Regions from separate parts of the Mus musculus genome. Here regions 1, 3 and 4 are each linked to region 2. The links are chromatin contacts, called in public Hi-C and HiChIP or PLAC-seq maps. All regions are on one chromosome and are shown on one strand. The core of a region is the stretch at or near the end of the contact, and the rest is flanking DNA. Distances in the headings are between cores, read along the strand shown. Region 1 overlaps Tmtc2 (transmembrane and tetratricopeptide repeat containing 2). Region 2 holds the start of Tmtc2 (transmembrane and tetratricopeptide repeat containing 2). Region 3 overlaps Tmtc2 (transmembrane and tetratricopeptide repeat containing 2). Region 4 overlaps Tmtc2 (transmembrane and tetratricopeptide repeat containing 2).

Region 1 (3,021 bases), core at 48-2,547, 350 kb after region 2:
GTTTGGAGGGAAGAAGGGACAGAAGAAAAGAAAAACAGGGGGAGGGAAGGAGGAAAGAAAGAAGGGATGGAAGGAGGAGGGAAGAAAGAACTATAGACATTAAAGTTGCTGGCTGGCGAATCATACTTGCCTTCTGTGAGAATGCACGTTATAAGCTAGCCTTAGCCCATTGTGTGGCTGGCCAGTTAGTACATCTGTTCAGTAGGATTTCGGGGGCCAGAGTGTTATTTGCATCTGCTATGTGGAGGGGGCTGATGGTAAGGTCTTGATTTAGTTAACGAAATCATAGTGAGTGAGTCGTGGAACTCACTGTGAAGACCAAGCTGACATCATATGTGAAAAAAAAAAATCCTTCCTCCTCTACTTCCAGGGAGCTATGATTACATGCCCACTCCCATGCCTGATTATATGTGGTGTCAGGGACTGCAATGGAAACCAGGACCTGCACTGAGCTGCGGCTCTATCATTTATTGAATTCCTTCCTGTTTCTTTCTGTTTCTTTTCCTTTTTCCTGTCTCTTCTTTTCTTTTTGAAACAGAGCCTAACCCAGGGTGTCCTTATATTGTGTATGGACCTAAGGAGCATCCAATTCTCCTGCATCCACCCCTAAATACTAGAATACAGCCTGCCAAGTTTCTAAGGTGCTGGGGATGTAACCTGGGGACTCCATACAGTTGTAATAGGGCCATTGAATCAGCAGTTACACTTTGAAAATGAGCTATGTTTTAATCCCCTGCCCAATTTACATATGCGAGGACTTTTCCTGTGAGTTGCTTTGGTGGGAGAACCTTGAAGAAAGATGTGGGGAGAAAAATCCCAGAATATGATGGCATTTTACTAACTGTGCCTTAGAGAAAACATCCTTATAAACTATGTTTGTTCTCGCTCCTCTCAATGGATCCTGTTTACCCAGCATTCTCTTTTATCTGTCCTAACCTTTATGTAATAGATTTTTATTTGCCCTGGAGAGACAGCAAAGATATTTTTATTTTGGTTTGTTTTATTTTTTTAATTTAAGTCGCAGTCCATTTCCATAGCTTTACAGATCATTTCATTTCTAAAGTTTCTCTTTGGAACTTCTTTTTTTTTTTTTTTTTTGTATTATTTCCTTTTTCCTTTTTTTTTTTTTAAATCAGATTCATAAAACTCTGTTGGAAATAATGGTGTCGTTCAACCATTTCAAGAGTAACGACTCTTATTTCTTGAAAATATTCCTTATATGTCTCTGAAAAATAAAGTTCCATGTAAAATAGGACAGGAATTGGCATCTAAAATCATTTTATTGATTAAGTTTAACATGTGTGTGTGTGTGATATGCGTTTTTGAGCTGAGAGGGCAGTTTTCAACAATCAGCTCTTACCTTCTCCCATGATAAGGAAGAACCGCCCTTCTTGTTTCCTCCTGCTAGCTGCCCCATAGACACCAGAGTTGACTTTTCTGTCTCCCAACCCCATCTTGCAGTAGGAGTCCTGGGGTTACAGATAAGAGCCATTACATCTGCCTATAGGATCATCAGGTGTGAGCGACAAGCACTGACACTTGGTGAACCATTTCATACCCCCTGCACGCTAGCATTTTCGCAGTTAACCATCTCTTTTGAGCTTTGTTTTGCAAAACTCCTATAAGACCTCTTACAAAAATCCTCAAAGATTTCTAGAAGTAATATGGAGAATTTACTACCCAATTAAAATTGACAAGAAAGTAGGCTTTGACATTGATTAAATAAACCCAAGATGCTACATCCACACTGGGACGCTTTGTTTTAACTTATCTATCATTTCCTCCTCACAATCAATTCTGATACATTTTCTACCACAGGCAAAATTGGCAAGAGTAAAGTCCTGCTATTCACTGTGGATTTTCAGATCTAACCCCTGTTAGTAACCTTGAGAGCAAATGTGAGGAATTGAAAAGGTACCTATAGCGTTATGTAACACAACCGCTCTCTATCTAGTGCACGTTAGAATCACCTGGGAAGGTCTGCAATATGCCAAGATCTAAATTGTAACCAAACGCTTGAGTTTATTTGTTCACACTCAGACGTCCCGAATTCAAGGTTTGGGAAGGCCCTGGGTGATTTTAATGGATGGTTAAGCTTGAGGACCATGGGTCTTTGCTTGACTCTGTGGCTACCACCCAGTTCTGATTTAACTACGTGCTATGTGACTTTGTGACTCTTATTTAAAAAGCCTCTTGTATCAGTCAATTGGCCATTAGTCGTACCTGAGTCAAAGTATCATTCTGAAAATCCAAAGAAATAAAGGATGGTACTTCTTTTTTTTTTCTTTTTGTATTATTTCCTTTTTTTTTTTAAGCAAAGTTATAGTTCTTGAAAGATAATATCCAGTAAGTGCTCCCTTTCAACTATATTGTCTCAAAGAGACAATCTCCAAGATGAGACTGGGGGTGGGACATGTCTCAGGAGCAGCAGGACAGGTGTCGATCCACCTTTTGCCTTGAAAGGAATGGCCCTTGGGTAAGTCAAGGGGTGCCTGCCTGCTGGGCTTGGAGTCTGGGACAAAGCAAAAACTGGGAAGAGGAAAAGTTAAAAGATCAAAGAGTTGGACTGAGCTACCTGATACGGGTGTTCTGCTACAGAGCTGGGGATGAGAGTTGGAGCCTTGGAACTGGGGTCAGGGGCAGAGAGAAGGTCTGCAGGCAGCCTACCTGGTTCTCTGGCAGGCCTGGCTTGTGGATTAACAGGAGAACCTGCTGGAGTTGAGGGCTGAAAAAGAGCAACCAACCTGGCCTACTTTTATGTTAGGTGGTGGTAGGCGGGGGGGGCGGGGTGTTCTGCCTATGATCTCTTCACACCCCACATTTTCAAGAGTCAGTGCACACAGGCTAAGATTGCAGTTGGCCGGCAGGGCCCCCAGTTTGAATTGTGATAGAAATAGTGAGAAATAGCATCTCTTCCTCTCCACTCAGCATTTTTTTTCTGTCTCCGTTTTCACAGCACATTATATTAGTAATGAAGTCAGAAAGGCGCTGAACAATCTTACTATTCCAGAAGATTGTCAT
Region 2 (3,313 bases), core at 389-2,888:
AAAGGATGACGTTGGAAATCATAACAGCTAACTTATTGCACTTACCAGTCCCCCTCTGGATGCTTTATTTACATGGAAACTCACCCAACCAAAGTAGTATTTATAAGTGAGGGGTGAAGGAGGTGATTGGCCCCAACTTACTCAAATAATTAATAGCTGAGTTGATACTCAAATCTAGGTATCTGACTTAAGTATTTATTCTTCCCCCAGTGCCCCAGGATCCAATATCAATACATAAGCTCAGAAGAAGGTCAGAGAGGATCCGAATGGAGCAACTGGTATGATTTTTAAAAAAACTTTAAAAAATACATTATACCGGGGAGCACTGAAGAACAAGAATCACCATCTTCAATATATTATTTGAGAACTTCCTACGTGCTCATAATATTTTGATCAAATCACAATTTGCCTGTTGGAGGTTGAACACACATTTGTCAGTTTCCAAACGATTTCTTTGTGAAGTCAGACATCCTTATTCTGCAGGCGTTCAAACTTTTCAGATCGCTGCCACATACCCAGGGAGTCCACTTTCCTTATTATCTTTGAAGAGCTTGCTGGTTAGGTGCAAAAGGGGAAGTTGGAAGTCAGCCCTGCAAGGACGTGTTTTCTGTGCCCTGTAGCTTCCCCACAGCAGGGGGCGCTGCAGTCGTGTTCATCATAGTCCAAGGGAGCGACCAGGGCAGTCAGAAAGGGAACCAGGCAGGAAGGGGGTGTGGCAGACAGCTCTCGGATCTCTTTGGTCATGCAACTTTAGTACCCAGCGCTCCTTCTGCCCAGACCATTCTTCTGCACCGTATTTCATCATGTTGGATGCCTTCCATCCAGTCTTGCATCCGGGCGGAAAGGAAAGGGCATTAGCTTTCCGCTCTGCTGGGTTTAAGGATGCCGTTGTAGAGGGTTGCATTAGCGTGGTCTCTTCTATAGTCTCAGAGTCAGCTTGACAGTCCTGAACCACTAAAGACACCCATCCCCACGCAATTTCTGAGGAACGCGTGGGTGTTTCTTACCTTCTTGCCTCTCCTCTTTCATTTCCTGGATCCCTTTTCATGATCTTACTGCGGGGCACGCGTCTTTCCACTAATATTAATGTCGACCGTCACGGCGTGGCCTCGGAAAACTCTCTCCTAAACGCTGCTTCCCTGGCTCTTCAACAGGCCCTTCCATCCCAATTCAGCTCACGCATCGCGCGCGCGCGGGGCAATAGATCCTTAGTGTCAACCGAGGTTGCCAGCGCTCTGCAAACCTGTTCTACCTCTCCGCGTCCCGAGAAGTCTCTCCAGCTGACCAGTCTTTTGCCTGACAGCTCTTGGCACTAGACGTTTGGCTTGCGATCTAGAGCGTGCAAAGCGCCTCCCCGCAGCACTGGGCAAACCATTGACTCCTCCTGTCGCCTCTCTCCTCCATCTCCCAGAGCCCAGGGCACACTCTAGCTATCGTTTTGGGCAATCTTCCAAAAGTCATCTTTGTCCTGGGCTTTGGGGGAGGCTTTCCAGAGTCAAAAAGAAGGTGAAGGAAGATGAAGAAGAGAGTGGGGCCAGAGTACCAGGCTGGAGCAGCTAGAAGAGTGGGCGGAGCCTCCAGCCAGTGGGGGTAGACAGGGAGGAGTCTGCGGGGAGGATCTGGGTGGAGAAAGGGGCCGGGCTAGCTTAGGGTGGTGGGCTGGCCACGCAGGCGCGTGGGGCCGCGACGAGAACCCCACGCGGGAGCTTTTGGAGTCCCCAGTCGCCGCTTCTCACTTCACTGGAGAGGGGTCCGGGAGGGAACCAATAAAGAGTGAATGTGCCGCAGCCGCGGTGGCGGCCGAGTTGCTGCGAACGGCCCCGGAGTCGTGCGCCCGGGAGGCGGCGAAGGGAGGCGGTTCGCCTCGTCCCTCCCACCCGCCCCTTTCTCTCTCGGTCTCTCTCTCTGTCTCTCCTTTCCTCCCGCTGGTCCCAGATCCTCGCTCTGTCCAGCCCTTTGGTCCCCCCTCTTGCACTCTTCTATCTCCGCAGTCCTTTACCTTAGGGCGTCCCAAAGTGCCATGGGTTAGGGTGGGGACCGCGAGCCGCGGGAAAAGGACAAGCCCCGATTCTCCGCCGGGGGGCGTGAAGCCGATCGCCGCTTGCCTCTCGCGGTTGTCGGGTATGGGGAGAGCGGTGTGAGCCCGCAACCCCCGGAGCACGCAGGAACAGCGGAGCCCGGCGCCCCGAGGAGGAGCCCGGGATCGGAAGAAGGAGAGGAGGGAGGACGAGGAGGCGGGCGGGGAAGCCGGGGAAAAGTGCAGCCAAGGAGGAGAAGGCGGCGGAAGGTGGGGATTGATGCTTCTGTTTTTTGTTGCCGCTGCTGCGCTCGCGCTGGGAGCCAAGCCGGAGGGAAGGCGGTGGAGAGATGATTGCAGAGTTGGTGAGCAGCGCTCTGGGGCTCGCCTTGTATCTCAACACCCTGAGTGCTGATTTCTGCTACGATGACAGGTAAGTGGGTGAGAGAAAGGGGCAATGGCTGCGGTGCGACGGGGGTGGGGTGGGGGCTCCTCGGTGGCTCTGGTACTGCTTGCTGTCAGGCTGAAGCGCGTCTTGGGGGCGGGGTTGGGGGGACAGGTATCTGCACCTGAAGGTTTAGGCGACACGGAAACCGTAACACCTAAAGCAAACAGCCGGGACGGACGCAGGCGCGCTGGGCGGGCCGAACGAGTTTCCGCTCCTACTTTGCAGCAGGTTCTTGCTTGCTTCTTGCTGGTTGGCAGGCGCTTAAGTTTCTTTGCGGAAATCCAGGCAATTTGGAAGACTGTTTAATGAACCCACGTTAAACAAACAACCAGCCAAAGTAAAAATTCCAATAACAATCCTTGGTATACCTTGGTGCAAAAAAAAAAAAAAAAAAAAAAAAAAAAAAAAGAAAGAAAGAAAGAAAGAAAGAAAGAAAAAGCATATTAAGCGATTTTACGTGTGGGCTGGAAGGAAGCACCTCTGCACCCCTAGAAGATCCTCCCCGTGTGGTTTCCTTTTATTGATAGGACACTGATTTCTCGAAGTTAAACGCACATATGACAGTTGCCAAATAGAGGAAAGAGCGCGCGTACTCTGAGTCAACTTTCTCTTTGACGTGTATGATAGTAAACTTTGAGCTGTATCTCGCTGCTGGTTGTATCTCTCGCTCCCCCAACCTTGCTCACGCATCATGGGGAATTCCTTTATAAAAACGTGGGCTTTCAGTTCTGTTTGGGCGTTTTGCATGAGACATTAGTGATTCGCTGGTGCTAATTGCAGAAGAAGACGCCCTGGAGACAGAAGTTGTCTTCTGTATTTGGGTTAGTTTGGGTGGCTAATGAGACCCG
Region 3 (3,232 bases), core at 431-2,930, 310 kb after region 2:
AAAAAATTATAGACGCCAATAGCTCTCTGAAGGAACTCAACTTAAACTTCATGATGTAAAATTTCAGCCGTGGAGATGGCACAGAAAGTGTGGGGACCCAGAGTAGATCCAAAGAAATCACATTTAAAATAAGATTTAATTAACAAATAAATAAGCACAATCATGGACTTGCATACTATAAGGAAAAGTTTTTTATATTAAGCATTTAACATAATTATCATCATAAGTGAATTTTGCAAAGAGCCACCAACATGTATTTTGATGTTTAATCATGGCCTAGGGAGGTAGAGACAAGCAGACTCCTGGGAGTTGATGGACCAGGCACACAGTCTAGCTTGCTTGGTGAGCCCTGGGCCAGTGAGAATACCTGTTTGCAACTGAAACAAAACACATTTGCATCACCCTTGAGGAAAGATAGTTTTTAGCCCCTCGTTTGTGCACATACATACACACATATGACACACAGGCATGTGCACAGACACATACACATTCAAAACATAACCATTTCTTAATAAACAAAAATAAGTAGAGAAAGGCACTTTAAATGCTATTTCATTCAATAATAATTTTCATGATGAATTAAACAAATCCTTTGATTTGTATATATTGTATAGTAACTCATCAAAGTACAGTTGTTACACAAATATTTCAGAGTACTTTGTCTTGGGAAAGTCTTGTGTAGCATCTGATTTAATCCCTCAAAAGCCAGACACGCCCTGGAGCTGGTTCTGTCCACTTAACATAAAAGTCACAAAGCCATTCTGGAAATTTCCCCCAATTCCATTACCATCTCATACCAGTGACACATCACAGTGCTACCTGTGCCAGCTGAAGAGCCATCTCCTCCAACATCAATTTGGAAAACTCTCATAAGACCAAACTAAGAGGATAACATTTAAAGATGACATCAGTTCCAACCCACCAAATCTAACTCTGGTTCTTTTTAAATGGGCTTGGGGATTTTTATAGTGGGTACCTAAATTACAAGGTGTCTGGTGGTCATGCAGACAGAGAAGAGTGAGATTATAATTAAAGAGAAAACCATGGGGTTCTTATTACTGTGTAATCAAGAACACCAGGGGAGATCCCATATCTGCAGTCATCATGGAAGGGGGAGAACCTGAGCTGTATGGAGAGGGAGAGTGACAAAAGACATCAAGAAGAAAGCAGACAGGCTCTAGGCAAGTGTCCTACATAGATTCATTTGTAACATCTCTTTCAATTTTTCTAAAATAGGTATGTTATATTCCTGAAGGAATATGCAATGAAGTACAAACATATAACCATCTTTCTCTGTTTTTCTGGTATTATATAGAGAGGACATCAGAAAAGTTACAGCAACCCAACAGATATTATGTATTTAATAGAAATGAATTGTAAGCTAGAGTATTAAAGTAAGGATTACAGAAAGGCTTTTAACTGAGTTCTCTTTTGAATATTGTTTGTGATGAGATCATCCGATGTCTATTTAGTTATCATTGTGTGTATTTTTTTATTTATCAACTATGTTGATTGTATACATACTCACGATACATTACTTTCTGAGTGTATTGGTTTGTTTGTTATCAGATTGTCAGTAGATAGTCATTTGAGAAAAGAAATGTCACTGAAGAGAACACCCCTATTAGAGTCATCATGAGGCAGGCTTGTGGGGGATTTTCCTGATTGGTGATTGATGTGGAGGTGGCAGGGAAATCTGGGGAATTTCCAAATGGTTTAGTGACTTCATTTTCTATCTGTAAAGTGGACAGAACTGGCTCCATGATGTATCTGTCTTTTGAGTGACTAAGAGAACCTACATGGGAATATCTCAGACAAACTCCACCAAAAAATATTTACGTAATTACTGTATCATTTACTGTGGATGATACCATCCCTGGAATAATGGTCCTGGGATGTGTAGGAAAGCAAGCTGAGCAAAACATAGAAAAATGAGCCATTCAGTAGCTTTTCTCCATGGTCTAGGCTTCAGTTCCTGCCTCCAAGTTCTAGCTTTGTTTCAGTTAACTTGCCCCGATAGAGTGTGACTCGGGATATATAAGCTAAAGAAACCCTGTCCTGCACAGGTTGCTTCTAGTCATGGTGTTTTGCCACAACCATGGAAGAGCAAACTAGAACACTGACAAACTCATATATAGCATCTCACAGAATCTGATAATACAGTAAGATGATCCCTTTTTGAAAAAGGATGACCCATAACCAGAGAATCTTGACTATAGCCATCTGCGTCCCAGCCCTATCAACAGCAGCACATGCAGGGTCAGTCAACATTACCCAGAACATGAATGAATGAGGAAATCTAGTCTGGACTTGTCAGTTTTGTGTTTCCTTTTTATCATCTTTATTTCTATTTCCCCCTTATTAGGGTAACCCTTTGTGATTTTGTGTAACGTGAAGACTTTATCAGGTCAAGCTTTGCTAAGAGGTAGAGTTAAACGTTATGTATGGGCATCCCTTTGAATCTTCCTTTGTATTGGGATTAAAGAAACTAGAAAAGCAAGATCAGCTTTGGATTAGCAAGCAAGAAGAGTAGTAGATTTGGGACAGTGATTGGACAGCAGTCTAAGAGTGACTTTCATGAGCATGGTCCAGCCTATCCTGGATTCTGTTCTAGACTCTTTGGTTTGGTTTGGTTTGGTTTGGTTTGGTTTGGTTTGGTTTGGTTTGGTTTGGTTTGGTGTAGTTGGCTGGATGATCAGTTGGATGGTTGGTTGGTTTTGGTGGTTGTTGTTTTGTTTGGTTTGGGTTTTGGTTTTTTGAGACAGGGTTTTCCTGTATAGCCCTGTCAGGCCTGGAACTCACTCTGTAGACCAGGCTGGCCTCCATTTCAGAGATCCCAAGTGTGCCTGCCTCCCATGTACTGGAATTAAAGAGGTGCACCACCAAGACCTGACTCGCTTCTAGTTTTTAACTGAAGATGACTGCTACTAGCTCATTAAAAAGATTCACTTATTTTATGATAATTTGAGTAGTATGTGACCTGTTCAACAAGTCATAAACACACAACTGTAATTTCCTGGTAATGGTCTGGTCACTTTTAGTGACTGTAGCAGGTGCCTTTGGATCCCTTTGTCCTCCTCAATTCTTATCTTCCAAACTTCCTGGCATAATGCATACAATATTATATAGCAAAGTGAGGCTACTCTCCTCTGGTATTCATTGCTTAAACTAGGCCCCTTGCCTAGTAATGCCTTTTCTCCATCTTCTGAGGATAACGCATATCAGGTTATCA
Region 4 (3,338 bases), core at 684-3,183, 260 kb after region 2:
TAAAACCACACAAGCCCACCTGTTACATTAATTCATACTTTTGCCAGCTTTGTGGTAAAGGAAAGGAATGATGCTTGATTGTTTTTAATTTAAAATCAAGGTATAAGGAAATGAACATACTCAAATGAATATATATTTATAGCCTTCATATTCTCTGATTCCCTAAAAGTTACAATGTGTTGTTTCAAACAAACAAACAAACAAACAAACAAACAGACAAAAATAAAGACATTTTTTTCTGATGTGTCAATGAAGTAAATGGGAAAAAAGTATATCTCACAATCTTTTTCAAGGGTGATATCTTTTACCAGTGTGAAATGTATGTAGGTTGGGCTATATTTTATAAGTTGAATAGCTATTTTAACTATAAAATTCACTACATTTTCAAGATATGGCATGCTGAAATGTGCAGAGTTTGATGTAACTTTTCTAAATAGACATAATATGTAGAAGAAATTTTTTTTCCCGTGAAAGGTTACCATCTTGAAAAGTCAGGTCAAAGAAGTAAGAGGGTAGAGTTGCATGTACTTAGAAGAGGCAACTCCAAAGACAGAACTATGAGTTACCTCTCTTCACCTGTAAGTCTGTTAAAAGTACAGTAAGTCAAAGGGTGCCAAAAAGTGCTTTTAAAATTTAAAAGAAGCTTCAGAGATAGGTGTTTCATGGATGTTCCTGAACAAGTAATATTTATTTATGTCATAGAATATTTTATTTGTAATATAAACCACATTAATATTAATGACTACCATTTCGAAGAAACTTGGCATTTATCCTATTGTAATTGAGTGCTCAAGGATTAGATTCTACCACAACCTTCAAATCCTTTTTGTAATTAACATGGTGGCAACAACGGATTTTTGGGATAAAAGGCTGTACATTCTATTTGCAGATTCTATTTTCTTTATTCGTGTCAATGATCTTTATCCACATAGATGAAATTAGAACCTCAACTCAAAATCTTTGGGACAGTTAAATGAGGTTTTTTTTTTTTTGTACAAAACTAGTTTTTTCAACCTATTTTGAAAACCAGACATAAATTCACACAGAACAGAAATTATTAACATGTTTTATTTTAACATTATTATTATTATTATTTTACTATCATTGAGGCCCACGTATGTTGGAGTTTCCACAGCAGAGATGGAACATACTTCAGATGGATGGTCCTTCTGACTGTCTAGCATCCATCTGGTCAGTCACAATTTCTGTATGGCTGTCCTGGCTTCATCAAACTTAAGCATAAAGATAACTTCCTTTAGGTTTTTGGCTTTTCTTTCAGAAGCTCCCTAGTCACACACAGCTATTTCCACATGCGTGCTTGCTCATTTTCTTGAAACTATTTTAGCCCTGTTTCTTGGTTGATATTACATGCATTATTTCATCTTATGCTATTACACATTTTCCTCCTTTTTTTTTTTCCTGATCCTGTTTCATTTTAAAACACTGATTAACACCTCTTTGCATGTTGTTTTTTCTTTCTTTCTTCACTTTTCTTTTCTTGTCTTTTCTTTAGAGTATCTTAGTAGTAGATAATTCTGAAGGGGACTGTATTCTTAAGAGAAGGATTTTTCACCTCACTCAACATATATAAGACACACACATGCATACATACATGAACACTCACACACACACACACACACACACACACACACACACTTACTGCCTAATTTTTGAAGGTTCTGAGCATTGACTATGATCGTTCCCAGTCCAATAGGATTGATTATTTTTTGTGTAAGATTTGTTTCCTTGAAAATAGAAAGGAAATTGATTAACCTAAGGAACTTCGGGAGCTCTGGCTGTAAGGAGAGAAATATCGACACAGGCTCTTGGCTTCTTTCCAACATCAATTGCGACAGCACATCACATGTTTCCTGTATTTAACCTCACACTACAAATTAGAACCTTCTAAAGGTTTTTCTGAAGTTCAACCCATGTCTCAATGATTAGGTAAACCTAATGTAACACATACCCAGTCCTACCCTCAATCTTCCACGCACCTGTCTATATTTTCTTTGATGAAAAGTTATATTTCAGGGTTTAAGAATTCTCTTAAATTTAATACTGTTAGGTCAATGTCTAACCCATTCCTACAACCTCTGAGTCTAAAACCTGGAAATGTTTGATTTTGCTTAAAAGTCTTCTATTACAGTCCCCACTATTAAATGTGTGGTCAGGGAGTAGGGACTCTCCCTTGGAGTCATGTGAATTTTTGTTTGGGTCTTGTTTCAATAACCATTGAGTATTTCCAATCAAGGGTATCTGGGGAAACTAGACTGAGATTTTTTGTTTGCTTAGTTTTGATTTTGCTGTTTTGTTTTGTTTAGTAAGAAAAAGGTTCAGATGGAAATAGTCACAAAAAACACCAGCAAGGAAGAGTTTGTGGCATAATTACATTGAAAAAAGTAACCAGACCTTTTAGGCTATGTAAGCACACATGGTACACAGAGATGCATCTAGGTAGAAAACCAACACACATAAAATAAAATGGAAAATAAATTGCTGAAAATCAAAATCACAAGGTAAACTCATTAAGTAATTCGTAAAAGTTTTAAAACTTAAAAAAAAAAGTTTTATTCATTTTATGGATATAAGTACACAGTAGCTGTCTTCAGACACCAGAAGAGGACATCGGATCCCACAACCATGGTGGTTATAAGACACCATGTGGTTGCTGGGAATTGAACTCAGGACCTCTGGAAGAGCAGTCAGAGCTCTTAACCGCTGTGCCATCTCTCCAGCCCCAAGTGATTCATATTAATGTTACATAATTCTATTTTATCACGGATTCTTTAAAAACAAAATTTCTTGGCATTTCTCCTGCTCTGACATACTTAGCAAAAAAAAAAAATCTAAATTGATACATAATATGTTCAGCTGAGTCTTATGGAGTAGGAGATAGAATGGAGCAAGCCGGAGACCCACATGGTCAACTTCCCTGGGACCATAGGAGCTCACAGGGCCTAAGCCACCATCCAGGGAGCATACAAGAGCTGGACTAGACCCCTACACATTTGCAGCAAATGTGCAGCTTGGTCTTCATGTGGGTCCCCTAACAAGTGGAATGAGGATTGTCTAGATCTTTGTTCTCTGCATTGGATTCCCTTCCCCTAACTGGACTTTCTGGTTGGGCCTCAGTGGGAGAGGATATGCCTAGTCCTGCTGGGATGAGATGCCCCAGGGTGGCATGTACCCAAGGGGTGCTCTACTTCTCTGAGAAGGGGAAGGGGAGTGGTAATGGTATAAAGGATTTGTATGAGTGTGGTTGGGAATAGAAGAGGGAAGGGACTGTGATTGGGATGTAAAGTGAATAGAAAAATATAATTAAAGAATTTTTAAAG

Evidence for each region. Hi-C and Micro-C count contacts between places; a contact is called where the count stands out from the background. HiChIP or PLAC-seq counts read pairs in DNA pulled down with a chosen protein or histone mark.
Region 1: a Hi-C map of the G1E-ER4 cell line shows a contact between it and region 2, with 3 times the contacts expected there. The contact joins the enhancer-like site here to the promoter of Tmtc2 in region 2. A contact is called at or near these places in 8 of 39 promoter capture datasets (cancer-associated fibroblasts, embryonic stem cells, frontonasal cranial neural crest and 5 more), 10 of 484 Hi-C or Micro-C datasets (the G1E-ER4 cell line, Th1 cells, cerebral cortex and 4 more), 11 of 115 datasets of contacts at active chromatin or transcription factors (bone marrow-derived macrophages, craniofacial prominence, embryonic forebrain and 7 more) and 4 of 9 other capture datasets (adipose tissue, embryonic stem cells, liver and 1 more).
Region 3: an H3K27ac HiChIP or PLAC-seq map of bone marrow-derived dendritic cells shows a contact between it and region 2, with 4 times the contacts expected there. The contact joins the enhancer-like site here to the promoter of Tmtc2 in region 2. A contact is called at or near these places in 4 of 39 promoter capture datasets (cranial neural crest, hippocampal neurons and liver), 6 of 484 Hi-C or Micro-C datasets (adipose-derived mesenchymal stem cells, cerebral cortex, embryonic fibroblasts and 3 more), 15 of 115 datasets of contacts at active chromatin or transcription factors (Th17 cells, astrocytes, bone marrow-derived dendritic cells and 11 more) and 3 of 9 other capture datasets (adipose tissue, embryonic stem cells and pancreatic islet).
Region 4: a contact with region 2 is called in a Hi-C map of liver, with 2.3 times the contacts expected there. The contact joins the enhancer-like site here to the promoter of Tmtc2 in region 2. A contact is called at or near these places in 4 of 39 promoter capture datasets (hippocampal neurons, liver and second pharyngeal arch cranial neural crest), 4 of 484 Hi-C or Micro-C datasets (immediate neuronal precursor, liver and olfactory sensory neurons), 11 of 115 datasets of contacts at active chromatin or transcription factors (astrocytes, bone marrow-derived macrophages, cardiomyocytes and 8 more) and 2 of 9 other capture datasets (adipose tissue and pancreatic islet).

The regions. Positions count from the first base shown.
Region 1 is chr10:105,221,522-105,224,542 of GRCm38.p6, reverse strand. All of the region lies in intron 11 of Tmtc2 (transmembrane and tetratricopeptide repeat containing 2), which reads left to right. Among named protein-coding and RNA genes, the nearest start is that of Gm25422, 83 kb to the right of the region's middle. Within about 2 kb of position 1,297, at least 1 of the 459 cell types and tissues checked has an H3K27ac peak or open chromatin away from gene starts, as enhancers often do. A contact at or near this core is called in the G1E-ER4 cell line, where this site is marked.
Region 2 is chr10:105,572,804-105,576,116 of GRCm38.p6, reverse strand. Tmtc2 (transmembrane and tetratricopeptide repeat containing 2) reads left to right here and starts at 1,638. Exons shown (of 12, transcript NM_177368.4): 1 at 1,638-2,450. The coding sequence starts at 2,368. Gm15663 (predicted gene 15663) reads right to left here and starts at 1,566. Exons shown (of 3, transcript NR_038032.1): 1 at 430-1,566.
Region 3 is chr10:105,261,204-105,264,435 of GRCm38.p6, reverse strand. All of the region lies in intron 9 of Tmtc2 (transmembrane and tetratricopeptide repeat containing 2), which reads left to right. Among named protein-coding and RNA genes, the nearest start is that of Gm25422, 120 kb to the right of the region's middle. Within about 2 kb of position 1,680, at least 3 of the 459 cell types and tissues checked have an H3K27ac peak or open chromatin away from gene starts, as enhancers often do. A contact at or near this core is called in bone marrow-derived dendritic cells, where this site is marked.
Region 4 is chr10:105,311,701-105,315,038 of GRCm38.p6, reverse strand. All of the region lies in intron 7 of Tmtc2 (transmembrane and tetratricopeptide repeat containing 2), which reads left to right. Among named protein-coding and RNA genes, the nearest start is that of Gm46241, 140 kb to the left of the region's middle. Within about 2 kb of position 1,933, at least 1 of the 459 cell types and tissues checked has an H3K27ac peak or open chromatin away from gene starts, as enhancers often do. A contact at or near this core is called in liver, where this site is marked.